2 separate regions of the Choristoneura fumiferana genome follow, and region 2 is linked to region 1. The links are chromatin contacts, called in public Hi-C maps. All regions are on one chromosome and are shown on one strand. Each heading gives the region's core, a stretch centred on a gene start, on an enhancer-like site or on the middle of the called end of the contact. The rest is flanking DNA. Distances are from core to core; before and after follow the strand shown. Region 1 holds the start of ND-75 (NADH dehydrogenase (ubiquinone) 75 kDa subunit). Region 2 holds the start of mTor (serine/threonine-protein kinase Tor).

The links. Hi-C and Micro-C count contacts between places; a contact is called where the count stands out from the background.
Region 2: a contact with region 1 is called in a Hi-C map of whole pupa, with 2.4 times the contacts expected there. The contact joins the promoter of mTor here to the promoter of ND-75 in region 1. A contact is called at or near these places in 2 of 2 Hi-C or Micro-C datasets (both in whole pupa).

The regions. Positions count from the first base shown.
Region 1 is chr23:13,307,103-13,312,567 of NRCan_CFum_1, reverse strand. ND-75 (NADH dehydrogenase (ubiquinone) 75 kDa subunit) reads left to right here and starts at 2,772. Exons shown (of 14, transcript XM_074105726.1): 1 at 2,772-2,863; 2 at 3,185-3,350; 3 at 4,834-5,165. The coding sequence starts at 3,186. eEF1beta (elongation factor 1-beta) reads right to left here and starts at 2,427. Exons shown (of 3, transcript XM_074105733.1): 1 at 2,270-2,427; 2 at 1,811-2,054; 3 at 873-1,275. The coding sequence starts at 2,349. The coding sequence ends at 931. It overlaps LOC141441089 (erlin-1-like), which reads left to right. Exons shown (of 6, transcript XM_074105732.1): 6 at 1-172.
Region 2 is chr23:13,467,906-13,473,370 of NRCan_CFum_1, reverse strand. mTor (serine/threonine-protein kinase Tor) reads left to right here and starts at 3,397. Exons shown (of 14, transcript XM_074105966.1): 1 at 3,397-3,786; 2 at 4,451-5,248. The coding sequence starts at 3,567. It overlaps LOC141440640 (actin-related protein 2/3 complex subunit 2-like), which reads right to left and starts at 3,210. Exons shown (of 8, transcript XM_074105157.1): 1 at 2,970-3,210; 2 at 2,376-2,469; 3 at 871-970. The coding sequence starts at 3,043.

The DNA of each region.
Region 1 (5,465 bases), core at 1,523-4,022:
CAAAACAAGAACTAGTCAGTGAATAGTAAGGGACACACTGTTTTGACATGAATTTCTAGGGCCCTGAAGTTGTTTCCAACTCCCAACACTATTGTGTAGTTGTTCATTTCATTTGTAAACAGTTTAGGGTACATTGTGATAAATTTATGCTAATACATAGCATCAGATGTAATATTGCTTGTTTGAAGATTTACCTTATATTTATTTATAAATCTGTATCAAATTAGGACTTGATGGTTCTGAACTGTTTAACCTCCTGAGACCCGACATAAAATGACTGTTTTCACAATTTGAACCGAACATCAATCAAGTAAAGTTCAAATGATTATTTTTTTACATCCTCAAGTGAGGACCGGGGGACTCAGGAGGATAATAATAATTTATTTTGATCTTTCTTTTCCTCTAACTTTTACTACCTGGGCGACCGAGCTTTGCTTGGGCTAAGACTCGATTTCTCAGAGATAAGACCAAGCTAGATCAATTTCTCATCCCCGAAAACCCCTACATACCAAATTTCATCAAAATCATTGGAGCCGTTTCAGAGATCCCCATAATATACAAGAATTGCTTGTTTAATGGTATTAGATAGATAGATTAATGTCTTGTTCATCACAGTTCTATATCCAAATTGTTATTGTTAATACTTTGTGTTCATAATCATTGATGCGAGCTTTATAACTGAGCCAACTGAGCATAGTTGTAATATAGACCTAAAGTCTAAAATGTGCAAGTGTTAAATAAGTAGATGGTATATTTTATATCAATTCTTATTTATTGTCTGTTTTGACTGATTAGTTACTTGATGTTCTGATTATCAATTTAAGTACATAGCTTTTTTATGTAATAAAGTATCTGAAAATAAAAGTTTTTAATGTTAGAAAATGTGATTTTATTTCAAAACATAACTTAAAAATAATTTACTGGCTTGGTTTAGATCTTGTTGAATGCGGCAATGTCAACAGACTGGACGAAATCTTCAAACTCTTGGATTGTTTCTGTGAGGAGGTCGACGGAGACCTTGTCATCTTCGATCACGCACATGATCTGCAGTTTGTGGATGCCGTAACCTACAGGTACTAGTTTGGAGGCACCCCACAGGAGACCGTCCATTACAACAGAGCGGACATGTTTCTCCAGCTCCTTCATGTCAGTTTCATCATCCCAAGGCTTGACATCAAGGAGAATTGATGACTTGGCAATAAGGGCGGGCTTTTTGGATTTCTTCTCAGAGTATGCCTTCAGGCGTTCTTCTCTGACTCTTGCAGCTTCCGCATCCTGGAAATAAGGATAATATATATCAGTGTTTGCATTATGTTGGAAATAGCACAGCCACCTAATTTAAACCTTATTTATTATTTCTCTCATATAGATAAAATCAATAAAAATCATTACCACCAGTTGTAATAAATAAATAGGCAGTCAACAAATGGAATTTCATCATGTTTGCCCCTTAAAAGACTCAAGGGAGCTGATGTGCTGCCTTACTAATGGGAGACGGAGCAGTGGCTCTGCCTTGCCAAACCCCAACCTCTAGTAACCCACCTGATTGTAGTCTAGAAGACTGATTGCAGGTTAAACAGGGGAAAAAAAATCATCTCTGCCTATATCTGTCCCACTGCAGTGAACAAGCCTCTCAAAACGAGAGGGGTTGGGCCATAGTTCCCACGCAGGCCCAATGAAAAGTGGGAACTTCACACACAATTGAATATTGTGTCTGCAGATTTCCTTACGATGTTTTTCTTCACTTTCAAGCTCATGATAAATGGATTTTATGTAAAATTATTAAAGACTAGAAGCTAGTATTATTTACCTCCTCCTCATCACCGGAGCCAAACAGGTCGACATCATCGTCATCATCATCAGCGGGTTTAGCGGGCGCGGCGGTGGGCTTGGCGCCAGCGCTCAGCGGGCTCACTCCCGCGGCCCAGGCCTTGCGCTCCGCGGCAGAGTACGACGCGATCTGGTTGTACCAGCGCAGCGCGTGCGGGAGGCTGCCGGCCGGGGCTTTGCCGACCTGCTCGAACACTTGCACATCAGCTTGAGACGGTGTCCATCTAGAATATGTTTCCGATAAGATGATATTTCATGTTCTTTCTTAGTTTCAACAATGCAGGAACGATAATATGGGGCACGAGCGATAAGTAATCTTGAAGAAACAGCTGTCGCTCAGCTAGTACGAGTAAGTCACGAATAATCAAGGTTAAGACCAAGGGGTTGACGTGGTGTACTCTTTAGGTTATGCACATAGGTTAGTATTTTATGTACGTACCCGGACACATAACTTTTCTCAGCTAAATATTTGTTCAGTTCATTGAGACCCTGAGCGGTTTTAACGTCTCCGAATGCCATTTTTTATGGATTATAAACTGATTTGTTCGCTCAACCACACGGCCCGGCAAAGAGCAAATGAAAGAAAGAAGGAAAGGGACAAAAAAAAATTACAGAGAGAGTAAGCAAATAAAGGGATGTAGGGATCGTCATTTACCGCATATTTTTGAATCGATTATTTTTGCTTTTTCATTCGATTGCTAGATCGATTGTATGATTCAAAGCTGTTCAAGTGGTTTTTAAAACCGCTGTGACCCAATTTTAATTAATATTTTGCATTTTATTCTAAAATTATCTAATTTTTGTAATACAATTAAAAATAAAATTGGTTGATAATGAATCGTGATATATGATCTATTTAAAGCTTAAGCCAAGCTTTGACAAATTTTGTTGACTCTTTGTTCTCTTTAGCTGTGTAGATGGCTTTTATGGTTACTCGAAGTCTCGACCTCGACTCGAACAGATTTACCTAATGACAGTTCTTTGATCTGTCACTTCAATCCAACTAATCGAAATTTGTAATTTGTATTTTTGGGTACGATTTTTACAAAAAAACGACGTAATTCATCGTAATATTTATAATCATCAATTTGTTTCAAATCATTTTGTTGTTACTGTTTACACTATAGCAACATAATATTTATTATTTAGGTTATACGTTCGAAACTTATGTAACAATAACAGATAATTTTGTGTAATTATCTCGGTAAAATCTTGTAATTTGGGACTTTTACACTAATACATACAAGACGCTTAGTGTGAGAATCATACTGAACGTTTATAGGTGCTTAAAGTGGTCGTTAGTCTGTGTTTGCGTAAGTTAGTTGTTGAGGTTGATTTGGTGTGTTGTGCACAGAATGCTGCGCCAGCCGCTTACCCGGGCGCTCGCGCTGGGCGCACCCCGTGTGACGCCGCTCGCGACGCGCCGTTTCGCCGACCAAGTGCCGGCGCAGCCCGACAAAGTCGAACTCTTCATTGACGACAAACCTGTGTATGTTGCTCCGGGCACCACTGTCTTGCAGGTAATGATCTGATGTTGTGTGTTACCAGTTGTATTGCTAAACTTGAACTCTTGAAACCCCTATGACTCCTCGTTCATTATTCTGCAGTTAATTATAGAAAAAAAGTCTTATTTTGTAAAATACAATTGGGAGTTAATAATTAACAAATAGCATCAAATTTGTTTGTATATATAGGTATGATTGTAACAGAAGCTCATACTCTTTTGTTAATTTATTAAATCATCAATCACAATTTTATTTAATAAGCTTCTTAGTTCAGATGCAAATACAAAATAATAATATCCTAACAGTAAAAGTATCAATGTTCGGCATCTGTGTGCCTGTTGGCAAAGGCTCTCCCAGCAGTCTCCAATCCCTCCGCATGCAGCCACTTGCAAGAGTGTTCCATATTCTGCCATATCAATTATAAGAGCCATACCAATCATCAATCATAAGTGGGTTATCAATTTAGAAGTAGAAAAAAGAAGTGTGGCAAGGCAAAAAGACTTCATAAAAACAGCTGGAAAAAACTGGATGAATATTGCTCTGGACAAAGAAATGTGGAAAAAGATGGAGAAGGCTTTTACCCTTGGGGACCACTAATTGGGTTAAAAAAAAGCTATTATAGTTGTTAGAGAATCTGGCTACAAAGCTTGAGGTTTGGGGGTTGATCTCCTGTATTATGATTATGTATGAAAAATATGAATGTTTGTTTATCAAGTCTTGGAAGTTCAATATGGACCTATTTAAGTATGTATCTGGGCCAATTAACTATTTTACTGACACTTTGGGCGTCTCCTGTGTTACCAAATTGTCTCTGGCGTTACCAAAAAATTGTACTTCCAACAAGATATTTCATGGTTTAATAGGTTGAACTTACATAGGATGGCATTTATTCGTGTACACCATCTATTAAATTACAGACAAACATGTTTACTTACAAAAATTGCAGTTTTTTTGTTTGAAAAATGTTGCAGACAGATTAGTGTCGGTAAAAAAGTTGATTGGCCCATCTATCTCTTTAAGTACTTAGTTTATTTGTTGCCTGGTACCCATAACATCACCATCATATTTAATTATTATTAATTTTGACGTAAAATTTCTGTTTTCACAATTTGAACCAAACATCAATCAAGTAGTTATTTTTTTTTATGTCCTCAAGTGAGGATGGGGGGACCCAGGAGGCTATGGGTCGATCAACTTTTTCTTGTCACTCATTGCTAGTTACATTCTCCTGAGTCACTCTTTAAACCGTAAGTTTATAGGAATAAAATTTGCCAAACATGCGTTTTTGTGGTAGTTTTAAGCATGTTAGTATAATATGACAGAACATTTCTTCTACTGTACTATTTTTGTCCCCTCGCTGACAGGACAGAATAACATCAAGAAATAGTTGATCCACCCTTAAATAACTAAGTGGCCTTGAGAAAATAATGTTTGAGATATGTCATTAGACCATAAAAAAATTATTATTCATTATTTTACATCTTTAATTATTTTATAGGCTGCAGCACAAGTTGGCGTGGAGATCCCTAGATTCTGTTACCATGAGCGGCTGGCTGTAGCTGGCAACTGCAGGATGTGTCTTGTTGAAGTTGAGAGGTCTCCCAAACCTGTCGCTGCCTGTGCCATGCCAGTGATGAAAGGCATGAGGGTGAAGACCAACTCGGACCTCACTAGGAAAGCTCGCGAGGGTGTCATGGAGTTCTTGCTTGTGAACCATCCTTTGGATTGTCCTATTTGTGACCAGGGTGGTGAATGTGACCTCCAGGATCAGTCTATGGCTTTTGGATCTGACAAGAGTCGCTTTACCGACATCCATTTCTCAGGAAAGAGGTTAGTGTAAATCATGGTTGATGTTCTGAATCCAAGGGCTCATCCAGGAGGGGGGCAGGGTTCATTGGGGGTAATGACCTCCCTGGTCCCTGGGCCCTGGGCACTGCTGGACATAGGCCTCTTCCATGGCGCGCCACAACACTGTCTTCAGCCCCTCGCATCCATCCGCCGCCAGCGACCCTCTTAAGGTCGTTCGTCCACTGTGCCTCCGGACGCCCTACACTACGACTTAAGTGAATTTAGGACAACTTAAAACTTATTTTACTAAAATTAATATTTTTCTGTGACAAAACAGGAGTC
Region 2 (5,465 bases), core at 2,148-4,647, 160 kb before region 1:
AGCAACAATAAGTTTAATCTTATCACCAGCGTTTTTGCTACATAAATACATTTACTTTTTACATTTTTATATTATTCATGCACTTGCATGATTCACAAACAGGATATATTGCATATTATATTGAACCATTTATTTTAGTTTTAATTGATTTGACGGAATTTAATTATCCTTAGTTTCTAATTGGATTTAAGGAAAATTATTTTAAAACAGAATAGTTGCTTCCTTAAAGCACATGCAAACAGGCAACTGGTAATGAAGAATTATTGTGTGTGATATAATGCTGACATAAGAACTACTTCACATGCTCACTTATATAATTCACTTTCTAAAATTAAATTGTGTATGCCTCTATTGATACTACTGATGATCCCATAGCACTTTTATTGACACAAGGGAGAATCAGTTTTTGTTAAAAGCATTTGGCAATTATACAATACATATAATCAAAATGGATTGCTAATTAAAATTCACATTATAAAACTCTTCCGGTCGCAAAATCATTAGTCCAGGCCTGAATGCATGGAATTGAAGATGCTAGAGTGGTCCCCAACCTTTTATGGACTACTGCTCCTTTACAAAAAATTTGAAAACCCCTTTACATAATAGTGACTGATTATACCAAATTTTATATGGCTGTCTAATATCACACAATACCAAATTGCCTTTGGATGCTACTGCCCCCACAAAATGCTCCAATGCCCACTAGGGACCTATGTACTAAAGCTAAAGTATGACATTAAGTAAATCAGAGTGCAACTACCTCTGATACGAGAAGCTAGCAAACTAGTATATAGCAACAACACAACACAAAGAATGTATGATTGATGTCTATTGCAAAAGTTGTTGTAGATTCATAATAGGAGCTTGTACCTGACTCGGGCTCTGTGAGGAGAGGTCCGTAAACTCTTTTCAGGAGTTCATCTGCCCCATGTTCCTCTAACTGCTTGTAGAACTTCAGTGATATACTAACCTGAGAACAGAATTAAACAATTTAACTATTAATTTGGTAATAAGTGCTAGGTCTAGCTGCTAGTTATAGCTATATTGTAATGGGATAGTTTTTATCCTGCAAAACTGTATAGTTCCCATAAGTGTGTGATAAATGAATTCTTTCAGGACAAAGTTGCAAGCAAAACCAAGTCTAAATTTTCATTCATAGTTCACCTATATCTATGAATTCTACGAATTTGTATAGTACTATGACTGACTGACAGAAAACACTCATGCTACATCACTTATGACAGTCACTTGAAATTTGGCAGATTTATCTTGATACCTATTACAGGAGTTGCATTAAAAATGAATTTGTCAAAATTAGCACAGTTTTTTTTTAAGTTTGTATTTAACTTGCAATTGCAATTTTGACATTCATAAGTGCTTGTTTTAGCCTAAATTGAATAAAGATATTCGACTTTGACTGAATGTATCTTGTATGTATCTATGTATGTGCAGGTCAAATCTTGCAAGTTAAATTTGACCCACTTCTAGTAGTCGGATAGTTTTAAAATTTGGCATACTTATGTCAATTGTATGACAATACAATAATCTGGTAGTGACATCCTGGTAGTCTGGCTAGGATCATCTTTGCTGGACGGAACTCTTCAACGGTTAATGGCATCAACTTGAAATTTTGTATGCAAATGTACTTTGGGTGACAATGCAAGTACAGACAACAAAAAGTAGTCAGAAAAAAGCTTGTATTAAAAATGTTTTTTTTTTACCAAAAACTTATTTTCATAGATTATACCTGCTGGCAATAACAGCATGCCATTATCATGACCAAGTGTGAAGTCTGTTTGTCCATTTGTAATCTTTCCACAGCAATTACTGAACCAGTCTTGATGAAACTTGGCAAAACATTGTGTGGATTATTTAGGATGTACAGAGGCTAATTTTTATTCGGGTACAACATTCTCACCCAGCCCTCAGCCCTCTTGTTCTGAGAGGAGGCCTGAGCCCAGCAGTGGGACGTATATAGGCTGGGATGATGATGACAACATTCTCACAGTAAACATTATGTTGGTTGGATTTGATGCCAAATTGTTGGTACTAACATCTAGAGATTTCCTATATTCTTATATCTAATTTTAAATGAAAACCCAATTTATATTTATGTGTAGGTTACTTTTGGTAAGAAGCTTATCATATCCTGACACTATTGAGTCATAACTTTGTCCAGTCAACTCCAAAGACATTGATATGACCAAAGTTACAAAAGTATATATAATCTTAATGTCAAGTCAATAAAGTTTCATTTATAATTTTGTAACTTTAGCCATATATTGATCTTTTTGTAGTAGACTGTACCAGATCTAATTGTGAATGGAATTAGATTTCAATAGGTATCTAAATAAGTATTTATAATGTACACATACCCTAACTTTGGTTTTGTCTCCATTTACATTGGATATATGAAAAAGCACTCCATCAAAATCTGCGACCGTTACATCTATAGATTCTGGCTTTAAGCTGAAATAAAATAAAACTATTAAAATTGGTCAGGGCCACATCCTGTGAGGCAGATAAAGTCAATTCATTGTGGCAAGCAAGCATATCAGTCTCGAATATCGAGTGCATTGCATTGTTTACTAAGGGTTCAGTGGCATCCAAAACACTTGATGATCATATCCGCGCGCCGCCAGTAGGTAGGTACTGAGAGAATGACTCATCCACACTGCGATAGGCGGTGACGGCGCGCCGAATCACTTCACTCCAGGACAGGACACCACAGTATTGCAGTAGATACCATTGCTCCTGATACACGACGGCCAACGTGGGCCCACCCCAGGAATTTGACACTTGTCAAGTACAACTTACTCCCGGAAAGGGGTTATAATAGCGGTCAACTCCCGGTTAGAAAGTGGGGCCCGAATCACAATACCATACTAAATTTATGCACACGCACAAACACTGCACAAAAACACATCACGATTACAAAAACAGCTACTTTCTAAGCGTAACGTACTCACCGCGCCAGTGCATTTTTATATTTTACTGTTAGCGTATCTTCTATAATTCTATTATTGATCTCGAGTAAGATCATTATTTAACAATTTATAACCTACAGCTTTTTCATAAAATCAACGCTTATAGCACCTTCATTTAACAATTTATACGAAAATCTTCAACGACGACCACCCGTATATAGATAATCATTTATACGACAGAAAAGGAAGCTACAAATGAATGAAATGAAATATCGGCCATGTAACCATAGATTTTTTTTATGACGGAACACTACTAGTCTATGATATGAACTGACAGCATCAACAATCGATAATCGGTTCGCATCGCATGTGAACGAATTTATTTTAACGACGACATGATTCAAGTACAACACTAGCCAATTTTTTTTTCTATGAGCTTTGCTTTACTTGTCATTTCAGAGACACAGACTGTCACAGACAGACACTGTCAAAAATACGGCCGAAATATTCAGAGTTTATTTTTATTTTGTTTAGAATTGATTAGGCAGTAAATTAATCCAGGAGTGGATGGATTGGTGCATCTACATAATGGACTAAGCTAATCTGTGATGTAACCGCGTGCATATACTCTTCTCAACCATGTCTAACCAAGTGGTCCAGTTCGTTGCGGGACTGAAGTCTCGCAATGTAGACTTGCAGATAAAGACAGCGCGGGAGCTGTACCACTATGCGAAAACAGAGCTGCGTGAAGTGCCCCAAGATGAGCTAACACAGTTCCTGGATGAATTCAATCACCAAATCTTCGAGATGGTTTCCAGCAGCGATGTGCACGAAAAGAAAGGGGGGGTGCTCGCCATCGGTGCGTATTCACCTTTAGTATTTATTAGGATGTTTTGAAGACCACACAGAACAGTAAAATGCTAAAGATAAAAATAAAAAGGGTCGAAATGTAAACTGATTTTTTAAATCCATATGCTTTTACTTTGGTTATAATCTAAGTACTTTTTTAATTTCCAAATGTAACGAGTGACGCATTTTAGTTTGTCTTGCCGATCTTTGAATAAAGATGTTTGTATTAATATCAGCTGTGACTGTGAGATTTGGACCTAACATTTATTTTATAGCACATTGTAAATTTAAATAATGACCTTTAACCCTTGCCCTAAAAGCCCTGCTAAACATTATCTATATCCTTAAATATGAGGAATTCAAATTATTTTGTATGCTGATGATGATGTCTGTAGCCCTTCAGCAGGAATATATGGGTGAAGACCAAAAAGTTGCACACCGTTAAAGCTGCATTAGCACGATTAATCATACATTTGTATGGATAATTTTCGTGTCACAATGGAAAAAGTTAATGGAAATTATAACTACCTGCTAATGCAGCTTTATCGGTGTGCAACTTTTTGGTATTCACCCATATACTAGTAAGGATAAGTAAGTGGTATTAACTATAAGCCATAGTTGTACAGAATGCCTTTCAAAGAGACAAACTCCATTACTTTGACTTTACATTTCAGTGTGTCTTATTGGAGGTGACTGTGATACAACAAAAACGCGCATAACCAGGTTTGCCAATTACCTTCGGAATCTACTGCCGTCATCTGATGTGGGTGTGATGGAACTAGCAGCTAAGACTGTTGGCAGGCTGGCTACAGTGTCTGGAGTCAAGAGAGCCGAGTATGTCGACTTTGAGGTCAAAAGGGCATTTGAATGGCTCTCGGAAGAAAGGAATGAAGGAAGACGCCACTCTGCAGTACTGCTTCTAAAGGAAATGGCTATTGCTATGCCTACCTACTTCTATCAACAAGTATCAGGGTTTTTTGATCACATACTAATAGCATTGAAAGACCCTAAACCTCAAATCCGGGAAGCTGCTGCAAAAGCCCTAAGAGCTGGTTTTGTAGTAACAACACAGAGAGAAACAGCCAAGCAATCAACAGCAAAGCCCCAGTGGTATATGCAGTGCTATGAAGAAGCTATGCTGTCTTTTGAAGACATACCAACCAAAGAAAAAGGCATCACCAAAGAAGACAGAGTGCATGGGGGACTGCTTATCTTAAATGAATTGCTCCGGTGTTCTAATGCGGCTTGGGAAAAAAAATATACAACTCTTATGCAGAGTCTAGACACACAAAAGGATATTGCTATGTCTGATGATATCATTTTTATAAGTACAAAACTGCACAGTCCATCTGTGAAGAGAGGATATCTATGTGATGGGTTTAAAACGGAAAATGTGACATACCCTGTTTCTATTTATGAGTCAGCTGTATGCAGGACATTGTTGACTGAAAAATTTGAAAAGATTTGTCATGGTAAGATTTTTACACTTAAAACTTTTCCTCATTCAATTTAGGCATTTTACTAACAAAATATAATTTTTCAAATCTTTATTTCATAATCATATTAATTGTACATATCAACGTTTGAAAGGAGAAATTGACTAAGAGACATTTTTTTAAGATATTGAGTTATGTACATGTTCGGAATCAGTGAATTTTTCTCTGTTGTTTGATCTATGTTAAAAAAAAT